Linked DNA regions of Gossypium arboreum: region 2 is linked to region 1. Evidence: chromatin contacts called from public Hi-C data. All regions are on one chromosome and are shown on one strand. The core of a region is the stretch at or near the end of the contact, and the rest is flanking DNA. Distances in the headings are between cores, read along the strand shown.

Evidence for each region. Hi-C and Micro-C count contacts between places; a contact is called where the count stands out from the background.
Region 2: a contact with region 1 is called in a Hi-C map of leaf, with 3 times the contacts expected there. The contact joins the promoter of LOC108467955 here to the promoter of LOC108470190 in region 1. A contact is called at or near these places in 2 of 5 Hi-C or Micro-C datasets (both in leaf).

The regions. Positions count from the first base shown.
Region 1 is chr8:56,596,628-56,602,035 of ASM2569848v2, forward strand. It overlaps LOC108470190 (caffeic acid 3-O-methyltransferase), which reads left to right and starts at 2,890. Exons shown (of 4, transcript XM_017771455.2): 1 at 2,890-3,465; 2 at 4,829-5,139; 3 at 5,258-5,322. The coding sequence starts at 3,047.
Region 2 is chr8:56,755,381-56,760,788 of ASM2569848v2, forward strand. LOC108467955 (protein DOWNY MILDEW RESISTANCE 6-like) reads right to left here and starts at 3,391. Exons shown (of 4, transcript XM_017768785.2): 1 at 2,957-3,391; 2 at 2,591-2,838; 3 at 61-385. The coding sequence starts at 3,154.

The DNA.
Region 1 (5,408 bases), core at 1,640-4,139:
CTCAACTTTCCCAACTATTACAAATTAAATCACCAATTTAATCATAACATCCAACGGAGTTTAACATTAATTACATCTCTGTACCAATTTTATTTCAACATCTATTTTACATTCTTCGAATTTATTGTTTTTCAAAATGAAAAGTCAAAATAATTTGAATATGTTGATGTTGATTGTTGATGTATAAAAAAATCAATACCTAATTTCTAATTCATTTCAAACATTATTGGGAACTCTGGGACCTATTTGATTATTTAATTACCGTAATCTATAACGCAAACTCTGTTCTTATTCAAGGTATGGGCGGAAGTCAATGCAAACAATATAAGATCACTAGTCAATCAATCAAGAAAGACAAACAGAGTAATTTCATTTTATTTTCTTTTTCTTTTTGAAGGAGTAATTTCATTTTATTATTAGTTTATGGGTTACATTAATTATCATCGTCGAGATAAATCTCAAAATTATATATGTGTATTTTAATATATAATTTTTAATTTAAAAATTTTACACATAAAATTTTGATTGTAATTCAAATGGATACATAAAATTTTAATTTTGATTCAATCATACACATTTTAAAAAATAAATACATCAATTTATTTTTATATTAGATAAATATATTTATTTTTGTACGCAGATATAAACATAAAATGTTGCTACATAAAAATTGTATTAATAATTTGTAAGAATTAGATCAAATAAAATTTCATGAATAAAATTGTACAAAATCAAAATTTATGTGTGTAATTACACATTAAATCAAAATTCATGAATGTTTTGAGATTTATCCATAAAAAAGTGTAATTTGTTATTGAAAATGTTACCCTACTTGTATATCTATTTAAGTTTGAATTTTAAAATTATTAAATAAAATAAAATATGACTTAAATTTTAAAACTAACAAAATTGTTCTATTTAAATATGTAATTTTACTATTTTTACTTTAATTTAAATTAATAAATATGTAAAAAATAGAGTTCATATTATAGTAATCTACATTAAAATTAATAAAATTAAAAATGTAATTTTATATTAATTTATTTTAAATTAACAAAATTAAATGTATAAAAACTAAAGTACATTATTTAATTAAAACATATTATGTTAAACATACAATTAAGTCATTAAATTCTAGAAATTTTGTTGATATAAGTCACCAACAAAAAGGAAAAGATGGTGGAGAAAAGGGTTGGTTCACCTATGACAGGCGGAGAGATAAAGTAAAGAGAGGGAGGAGAATGAGAAGGATTGCTAGGATTGTTGTGTAGGGTTTTCTGAGGAAAAGAAGCCGATCATTGGTGCCTCATGCACCCAAGTTTATATAGGGGGTCGTCTTTTTTCTTGTAGTGTCACATAGCTGACAGTATAACGTCCTGCATGTTTGTGTAGGTCAGCTAGATGGTAGAGTCATTATAGGCCAGTTTGTCTCCATGGAGTGTATTTTATGTTCCTACTTTAATATTCTTGTCCTCAGGGTCGTATGAGTTGGTTATGTTTTGGCGGTCCCTACGGAGGGTGAATAGCGGGTTGTCTCCATGCTGGTTCGGATAAGATTCATAAAGGGCCATCTACGAACCATCCTACATGAATGGTTAATATAAATGATTCCTTATGGAGGGTTGTACGCGAATTGCTCCCAATGGAGGGTTATTTGCTGATTGTCCAACAACTTGCCATATGTCTTGCCATATGTCCTGCTGAGTGGAGGTATAACAATTGCCTTCCAGTCGAGAGGTAAGTTATAAAGTGGCTTGTCGAGACCTTTCAGATAGCCAACCATTGTAAAGGGTTAGTAGAGCGAGTCATGTCATAGGTTAGTAGGTGTTTATTTATTGACTTGATTGAATATTTGTATTTTTATAGAAGGATTATGGTTAAAGTTTGTTATGATTATTATTGAGACTTCTAAAGAGATCAAAATATATTTCTCCAAAATTTTTTCTCACTCATAATTTCTAGAAAATGATGATATAAACATTTATTAAATCAGTTCAAGTAATCATTTGAAAATATAGTATTCAAGATTGAATACATAGAATGTGATATATTATGTGATGTTGTCTTGAGGGGAGTAAATACATACTGTACTCTTTTTCTCTTAACTGAGGTTTTGTCCAACTAGATTTTTCTAGTAAGGGTTTTAATGAGGTAACATGTTATGCATATTTTAGATAGAAAATATTTAGTACATTGCCATTGGTGTTTTAGACTTCACAAATAGGTTTAGGGTTGACAAGTGTATTAAGAGATAGAGAGAGAGAGATGAATTTTTTAAGGTTAATTGTGGAATAAAAAAGTACATTGTATGTGTACTCTTTTTTTTTTTTCAAAAATTTTTTTTAGTTTTTGTCTTAATAAGGTTTTAACGACGTACATTATCTAAAGATGGACACTCAAGTGGAGTGTTATAAATGTTTTATTATTATAAAGTGGATGTCTATTAGAATAAGAAGTTTGATATACTTTACGACTCTACTATCCATTAGGAGTTAAGTTTTATTTTCTTTATACTTCTTATATCTATAAATATAAATTTTAAACAAGCATTGTAAATATCATGATCAATAAAATAATTACTTTTAGTCTTATTTCTCTTTTGTTTATTCCTTTATTTTTATTTTATGATATTAATATATTAATTAATAAAAATATATTTATATAAAAATATTTATTATTATATAATAATTTAGAACAAAAGCTAATCCAAATTACATTAGACCACATCGAAGGTCTAAACAAATCCAACGAATCAAGTTGAACGGATATAACCCAATAATTAAATAAGCCCACCGTTCCTACCGGGGGAGGGGAAGTGAACTCAGTGGAGTAATAATAAAAAAAAAAAAAAGAAAAGGTGCGGGTGAGGGGTTATCATTTTAGGTGGTGGGCACCGAGTAGCTGTACAGGGGAAATGGGGACCATGAATGAAGTGGTTGTTGAGACAAAACACCATATATAACCCCTCTTCGTGCCTATCAGCCATTACCACTATCATTTAAACTCTTTGTCAGCGTTTCCGATAAAACTCCAATATCCCAAAACAATGGGTTCAACCGGTGAAACCCAAATGACTCCCACCCAAGTCTCGGATGAGGAAGCCAACTTATTCGCCATGCAACTCACCAGTGCCTCAGTCCTTCCGATGGTCCTCAAGTCGGCCATAGAACTTGACCTGCTGGAGATCATGGCCAAAGCTGGCCCAGGTGCTTTCCTCTCCCCAAAAGAATTGGCTTCCCAGCTCCCCACCAACAACCCCGATGCACCTGTCATGCTAGACCGCATCTTGCGCCTCCTGGCTACCTACTCCATCCTCACTTGCTCCTTGCGCACTCTTCCTGATGGCAAAGTGGAGAGACTCTATGGTCTTGGCCCTGTCTGCAAATTCTTGACCAAGAATGAAGATGGCGTCACTCTTTCCGCCCTCAGTCTCATGAATCAAGACAAGGTCCTTATGGAGAGCTGGTCAGTACCTCCTCTACTTATTTTACTTCTTTCCTTTATCTTCAATTTTTTACGTCCTTACAATCTTTAAGGATCTCTCATTACTTTTAAACCCGGATTGCTTTTGGCATAAAAGATGCCACTGTTAGAAAGAGAGGAGATCTTTTAAAATAATTGCATGAATCAATTAAATTTATTTAAACTCCTGCTGTTTGTGACTTTAAGCATATCGCATTTTACTTTCAAGATACACATACTAAATATATTAATAACGAAAGGAGACATTGAAATTGAACGTGATCAGTTACATGAAGAAGAAACGATCATAGTAATACTTTATATGTGGTGAGTTTCAAGCATGTTGTTGATACTTAAAACAAAGTGTGGCTCCCAGTTTTAGTGGAATATATACAACTATGATCCTTCCTGATAACATGATCCTCAACTTTCAAGATTGAGAAGAAATGAGAGAAGCCGGGATCCCCTAGATAGGATGTATGTTATACTGCTACAGCATAAGTTAGGTAAATCTGATTAATAATTGAGGCCACCCGCTTGGCATTTGGAATAGCTTACCTAAAAACCGTATTTTTTTTCATATTTATAATAAAAAATAAAATAATGAAGATAAAGCTTTTTTTTTTGAAAGAGACATAAAGTTGATTTAATTAATGCATATGATTAATTTAAACATGAATTTTTTCACATAATATCAATTTTAATTTTGAATGTTTACAATTTTGTTAATTTAGTTTTTCTTTTAACTAAATTTAAAGCTCTAACTTTTAAAAAAATTCAATTTAACAATTAATATTTAAAAAAATTTAAATTATTGTTTTTAATGAAAACATTTATTAAAATGTTAAATTTTTAAGCATAACAAGCATGGCAATTCACATGAACTTTATTTAAATTTTAAATTTTTTATTTTTATAATTTTTAAATTATTTGTCATACCAACATAAAAATACATGTGGCCGCCACACAGGTTAACATGTCAATATCACTAAATTGAGATACCCTAATGTGGCAATGAGTTGGCAGTCAGGGACGGTTTTAATTTCAATTCAAACCAGAAATATGATTATCGATTACCCTTCAGTATGTTAGGGACAGGTTATCAAAATTTTCTAGCTAACAATTTCATATTACTCTTTGATCCTTCTTCATTTAGAATTCTTGAAAGTAGTGCTGAAAGTTTAAGCTATTTTGTATGTGAATGGATATTTGAAATGATATAACACAACTGGGCTGATGTGAAGGATCAAAGTTTCAACATTTCAAGCAAAGTGGTGAAGTTCATTAGTTAAGCGCAGAGATGTTGTCCAAGTTTAGATTGGATTGAGAAGTGTATTGAGAAGTGTGTATGTTGGACCATTTGCAGGTACTACTTGAAAGATGCCGTGCTGGAAGGTGGAATTCCCTTCAACAAAGCCTATGGTATGACCGCATTCGAGTATCATGGCACGGATCCTAGATTCAACAAGGTTTTCAACAGGGGAATGTCTGATCACTCTACCATTACCATGAAGAAGATTCTTGAGACCTATGATGGCTTTGAGGGACTCAAAACACTGGTCGATGTTGGCGGCGGTACTGGAGCTACGCTTAACATGCTTGTCACCAAGCACCCTTCTATAAAGGGCATCAACTTTGATTTGCCTCATGTCATTGAGGATGCTCCTGCTTATCCTGGTATGACGTTATCCATGTTTCCTTAAGTCATTTTAAGTACTTTCTAATTTCCTCCATGAATGGACAAAACTGCATTATTCCTTTTTTGAAACGAGAGTGGACTGTTTTTTGGTTGTAGGTGTGGAGCATGTTGGTGGAGACATGTTTGAAAGTGTTCCAAAAGGAGACGCCATCTTCATGAAGGTGAGTTTGAATTAATCAACTGAAAACACTAACAACTTCAGTTTTGGAATTGGCTGGTACATTAACCATGGTGAAAACACGTGTCC
Region 2 (5,408 bases), core at 2,141-4,640, 160 kb after region 1:
AGTTTCATCCTCAATAACTTGCACATTTTCCTTCCACCCAAGGAAAAAAGAAACGCATACCTGTAATTGATCACCAATGTTTATGACAAAAGCATTTGGTTGGGGATTAACAGCAAGCCACTTGCCATCTTTGAGAACTTGAAGACCCGCCACTTGGAGGTCTTGAAGTAAAATCGTAAGAGCATTGGGGTCTGTATGTCCAGGCAATCCGTATGTCAGCTCTGGTTCCGGGCATGGCGGGTAATAGTTCACGGCCATATGCTGCCCTTGCTCCCCTAGAACCTTCTTTATGTAATCTTTTTCCAGGCCTAAGCTCTCTGATATTAGCTCTTGTAATCTGTAACCAAGCTCTCGAACTTGTACACAGTAATCACTTACGATTTGCCTATCAATTCAACAAATATGGATGTAAAAGCATATGGATGCAAATATCTCTTGTTTTAATAAAAACATGCGAGGAATTACAGTGTTTAGAGGTGTGCTGCTTTCTAAGTGTTTTTATCATACTACAAATATATGCCAATTTTTGCGTCTTCGAGTGAACCGAAATCCATAGCTACTGTATAACTCAAATTGAAAGTCACCAAGATTATCACGGAAGTAAAACATCTTTTCTCAAAAAGTAAGGTCAAATGTTACAGGCGAATCAATATCTTTTTACAGACGGGAAACAAATCTTTAATCTTGAAGTCGTAATGCCGATAAATGGAGAAAGTTCATTGGGACTTTCATAAATAAAATAAACCCATAAATGCCATTGTCAAACGTCACCAACATCAAAATTATTAGTTTACCATTGAAAAACAAAATACGAGAACTGAAGCACCGTCACTCCCAATCTAAAAATATTCAATAATCGTATGTAGTGACAGTTGTATAAAATAGGGAAAACAAATCCTGTAGAAGCGGATGATTCGGCTCCTTGTAATCAGAGCTCCTTTGGGCCCCAAATGTTCGATTAAAATTATCTAATATGATTACGTCAACACGGCTTTTAGCCCATGATGTCACTCATTTTCCTCACTAGTCGCGCGTGTGACTCAACCAAAAACCGATCCTACCTACTAGATAAACGGTTCTGATCTCAGCTTTGGTTGCCGCCATCACCGCTAATAATTACGCATACTAATAAAGTGAGAACGGGATGGATAAAATATTTCTGACTAGGTCGACGGAAGAAGACTTCCTTAATCAAATGACAAAGCTCCTTGCCTGTCCTCTACCTAGAAAAGGCCATAAACCTCTGGCCCACAGCCAACCCATTTATATATTAATTTTCAATAAATTTAGTATATAATTATTTTTACCAAGTTTTGACATCTATAATAAAATTGGAACATAATCACATGGTACATGGGAGACTTGAATTTTTTTTTTTTTATATAATAGGTGACTTGATTGTACAATCGATAACTAAGGGAATGGGGGTACATAAAAATGTTTAATCATTAACTTGTTATAAACAAGTTTACCTTTTTTAAAGAAAAAGGCTTGAATGTTGATACAGTCATACAGAAGTCTGAATTTTGTTCAAGCACTTCGTATTTCGTAAACAACTCGTAAATGCGGCACGTGCTTTACTAGACAATTAACGGGTAGCTCTTCCTAAAGGCCAAATCGGCTTGTCTGTAATTTTTAGCCATTTCTTTTGACCTTTTTTGAACGGAAATAATTATTTACCCCCTAAAAGATTCCAAGACTCTTTTCCAATTACGGCTGTTCTTTTTTACCTCCTACATTTTTTTCTTTCATTTTTTTCTTTTAAAAAATTATCTTAACAAGTTTTGTCCTAGTATTATATTTTAATCTTCACTCATGTAAGCTCAACTTTACAACCAAATCGTAATTTGACCAATCACCGCCTATTACTAAATTGTAATTAATGCAACTGTTGGGAGCTTAATTATGTTGTCAGGTTTATGAATACCAGTATGGCCTTAGTCTAGATTTTGCTTTGCTTTAATGAGCAGAGGCAGGGAGAGTAGGGGATTTGAGATTTTATAACCAAACAATACGGCATGTAAGTTAATTTGCGGTCGACTGTGTACATCTCCTAGAAAAACGACGTCAGCACATGGCTAGGGGCCATTATGTAAAAGACTCTGGACTTTGTTAAAGAAGAAGAAGATTTATATTGTTTAGCAGGGGCTAAAAGACTAAAATCCCATGCTTCGATGTTTCTTATTTCCTAAATATAGTCTCTACGAAACGTTAAAGAAGAATCCCATAGTTATAATTCATCAATAGATCTTTTTAGATAATAAAATAGATCATTTCACGCACATACACTACATATGCTTTATTAATGTACTTTTGATTCCATGCAAAATGTCCTGTCTGTCTCAAGAGTTTTATTAATATGTAAATCAAATTGTCAGATTACTAAATATATATTACTTGAGCGCAAAATAAAATAATGCAATTCGTCGACAAATAGCTGAATCATCGATACTTAGAACATGCATGACACATAGAATGAAAAAGGATGACGTTAAGCGAATTACGTATCTCTAACGTAAGGTGTTTTTTTTTTTTTTTGGTGGGGTGGGGGGAGATTAGAAAAAGGAAGAAGAATAGAGAAGAGGCTTACTTGAAGGAAGGAGGGTTGGAAGGCCACTCAGGAACATACTTGTGGAGAGGATAGCAGTGTAATCGTAGGTAATCTCTCCAGTTATGAACCTTCTCCTTTTTAACATTAAAACTGGTGGAAAGTCTCATTGTTTTGGAAGGGTCATCTGAGTAAAGCTTCATCTTCTCCTCCACCGGCAAACCAAAGAAGTCATGCGCTACTTGTAACATTCTTTCCACCGCTTCTTTCGATACTCCATGATTAATAACCTCATAATATAATATTTACAAATTAATTAATCCCACAAAACCAACGCAAAAATTTATCAGAGATACAGTAGCAGGAAGGAAGGATGATTTGCAGGGCGGCGAAGGACTAGACTAGTACCTGAAAGAAACCATAGTTGATGCAGGCAAGAGCAATTTGTTGTACAATATGGCTCCTGTCCTCACACCCTAAGTCGATGACTGGGACGTTGTCGCACTGCGACACTTCAGACAAGCGGGGACGCTCAGATTCAGGTCTCACATAACTTTCTGGCAAACTAGAGTAGTGGATTCCAGAAGAAAGAACCTTTGTATCCATGACACCCACCAAAAAAAAAAATGAATTCACAGAGTTGGAGGGAGTGGGGGAGACTGGGATTAATCACACGCTCCGATAGCAAAAGGGTAGTATCGCTTAGTTAACCAAGTTCATTAGCTTCTAGGAGAACGATGAATACCCATGTTCCGACTTGAATCTTTGTAATTTTATTTATAGTGGTGGATTGGATGACTTCTCTCTCATTCTGAATATTTTTTATTAATTTTAGATGGAAATTTTGAAGATATATATAACTTTTTTTATTTTTTGCTTAGCTTATACTGAAACATATATCTTATGCTTTTATTTTGTGATTTCAATTTAATATTAATTTCTTCTCTTTAGAATTGATGTTTTATGATTTTTAATCCTAAAAATAAATGTATTATAAAATTAAAAATTATATTTCAATTCAATTAAATGTAAATGATAAAATATTTGTATTTAAGTTTTCAAACTAAAGATGTGAGTTGAAAAGCATTTAAAAGTTTTTTTATTTAAAATTTGAGAAATTATGTGTAAAATTATTTTTATATAAAAATATTTTTAGTACACACCAATCGTTGGACCAATTTATGGATAACCCTCTATCCCTTATTCTTTATAAATAAATAATATTATAATCTTTAAAAAATCGTAATATTTATACCTAAAATAGTAATTAAAGGATCGAAATTATCCTAATTCTTTTTAGAACAAATTACTCTAATCTGAATTCGTATAATACATATAGATAGATATAGTGATCCAATGGGAAGGAAACCCCATAATTTAATTGTTTTACATGGAAGGTTCTACAAGTTCAATTTTAATAATACAATTAAATATATATATATATATATATATATTCGAATAATTATAAAATAGCATTAGTTTTAATACGACCATACTAAGTATTTTAAGTTTTACTTACATGACTTTCCCTTTATTTAGTGACGAATTTAGGTCTAAAATCCAAAGAAAACAAAAATAAAGTTTGGGTAATCTATATGTATCAAATCAATTTAATTTAAGCATCAAAAGTTAATTGGTTCAGTTCATCAATTTTTAAATTTAATTTTTACAATATCTGTATCTTTTTTATTTATCAAAACAACTGCTTAATTTATATTATAAAAATAAAATTTTTTAGTTAAAAGTCCACTCTTATCCCTTTTATTTTGATATTCAACAAATTGGTTCTTCTAAAAAATAGAGTAATTTAATTCCTATCAATTTTGAAATTGAGCAACTAATGACAACCAATCACAGCTTTTCATCAATTGTACATAATTTTACTGTCATAATAACAAATTTAGTCCTCAAAATTTACACATTTCATTAATTTGGTCTTCATACGACATATTTTGTCCACAACATTAATACATTTTGTAAATTTAGTTAAAAATTCAACAAAATTAGCTTCATTCACTTGTTCTGTCAACATCTACATAAAATATATAATCATCAAGGGCTAAATTTGTTATCATACTAATAAAATTATATGCAATTGACTGAAAATATTAACGCCGTGATTAATTGTCCTTAACAAGATTAAATTGTTCTAATTTTTTAAAAAATTAATTTATTTAATATCAAAATTAAAAGAAACTAAAGAGGTGTTTTCATTAATTTTATCCTATTTGAATTTTTTTTTAATATTTGTAAATTAAAATTCAACCACACCAAATATGTTCTTCATTATGTGGACTAAATTTTATAAAACTCAAAATCAAACACTATATTTTGAATCAAATTTAATTTCATTGCTTTTGTTCTCGGATCTTTGGACACAAGAACTCAAGCACCGAAGGCATACACACACACACACACGAATTCTGTTTGATCTCCTTACACACGTAAGTGATATTAATTGGGACTTATAATTAGAGATTTAGAAAGTTGGTGACTCATACTTCGGCCCTTTTTCTCTTGTGGGTGGGTTACTTCAAATATTTCTATGAAAATTAAGGCATATTTCATGCATGTGAACAATAAAAAGACATGTTTTTTACAAGTGGAAATTAAAATTAAAAAGGAAAAAAAAAAGCTGATGCAACAGTAACTTCTAGAACACCTTGATGACATATTTTTAGCATGTTAGATATCATCGCAAAAATAAAGTCTCAATTAGAGGCGTTCATACATCGAGTTGAGTAGGGTTCAATAAAAAATTTTAGGTTCGGATTCAGTTTAAAATGGCCCTAAAATTTTACCTAAGTCGAATCTGGATAAAATATTAAAATTCGGGCCTGACCCTGCCCGACTCTCTCAT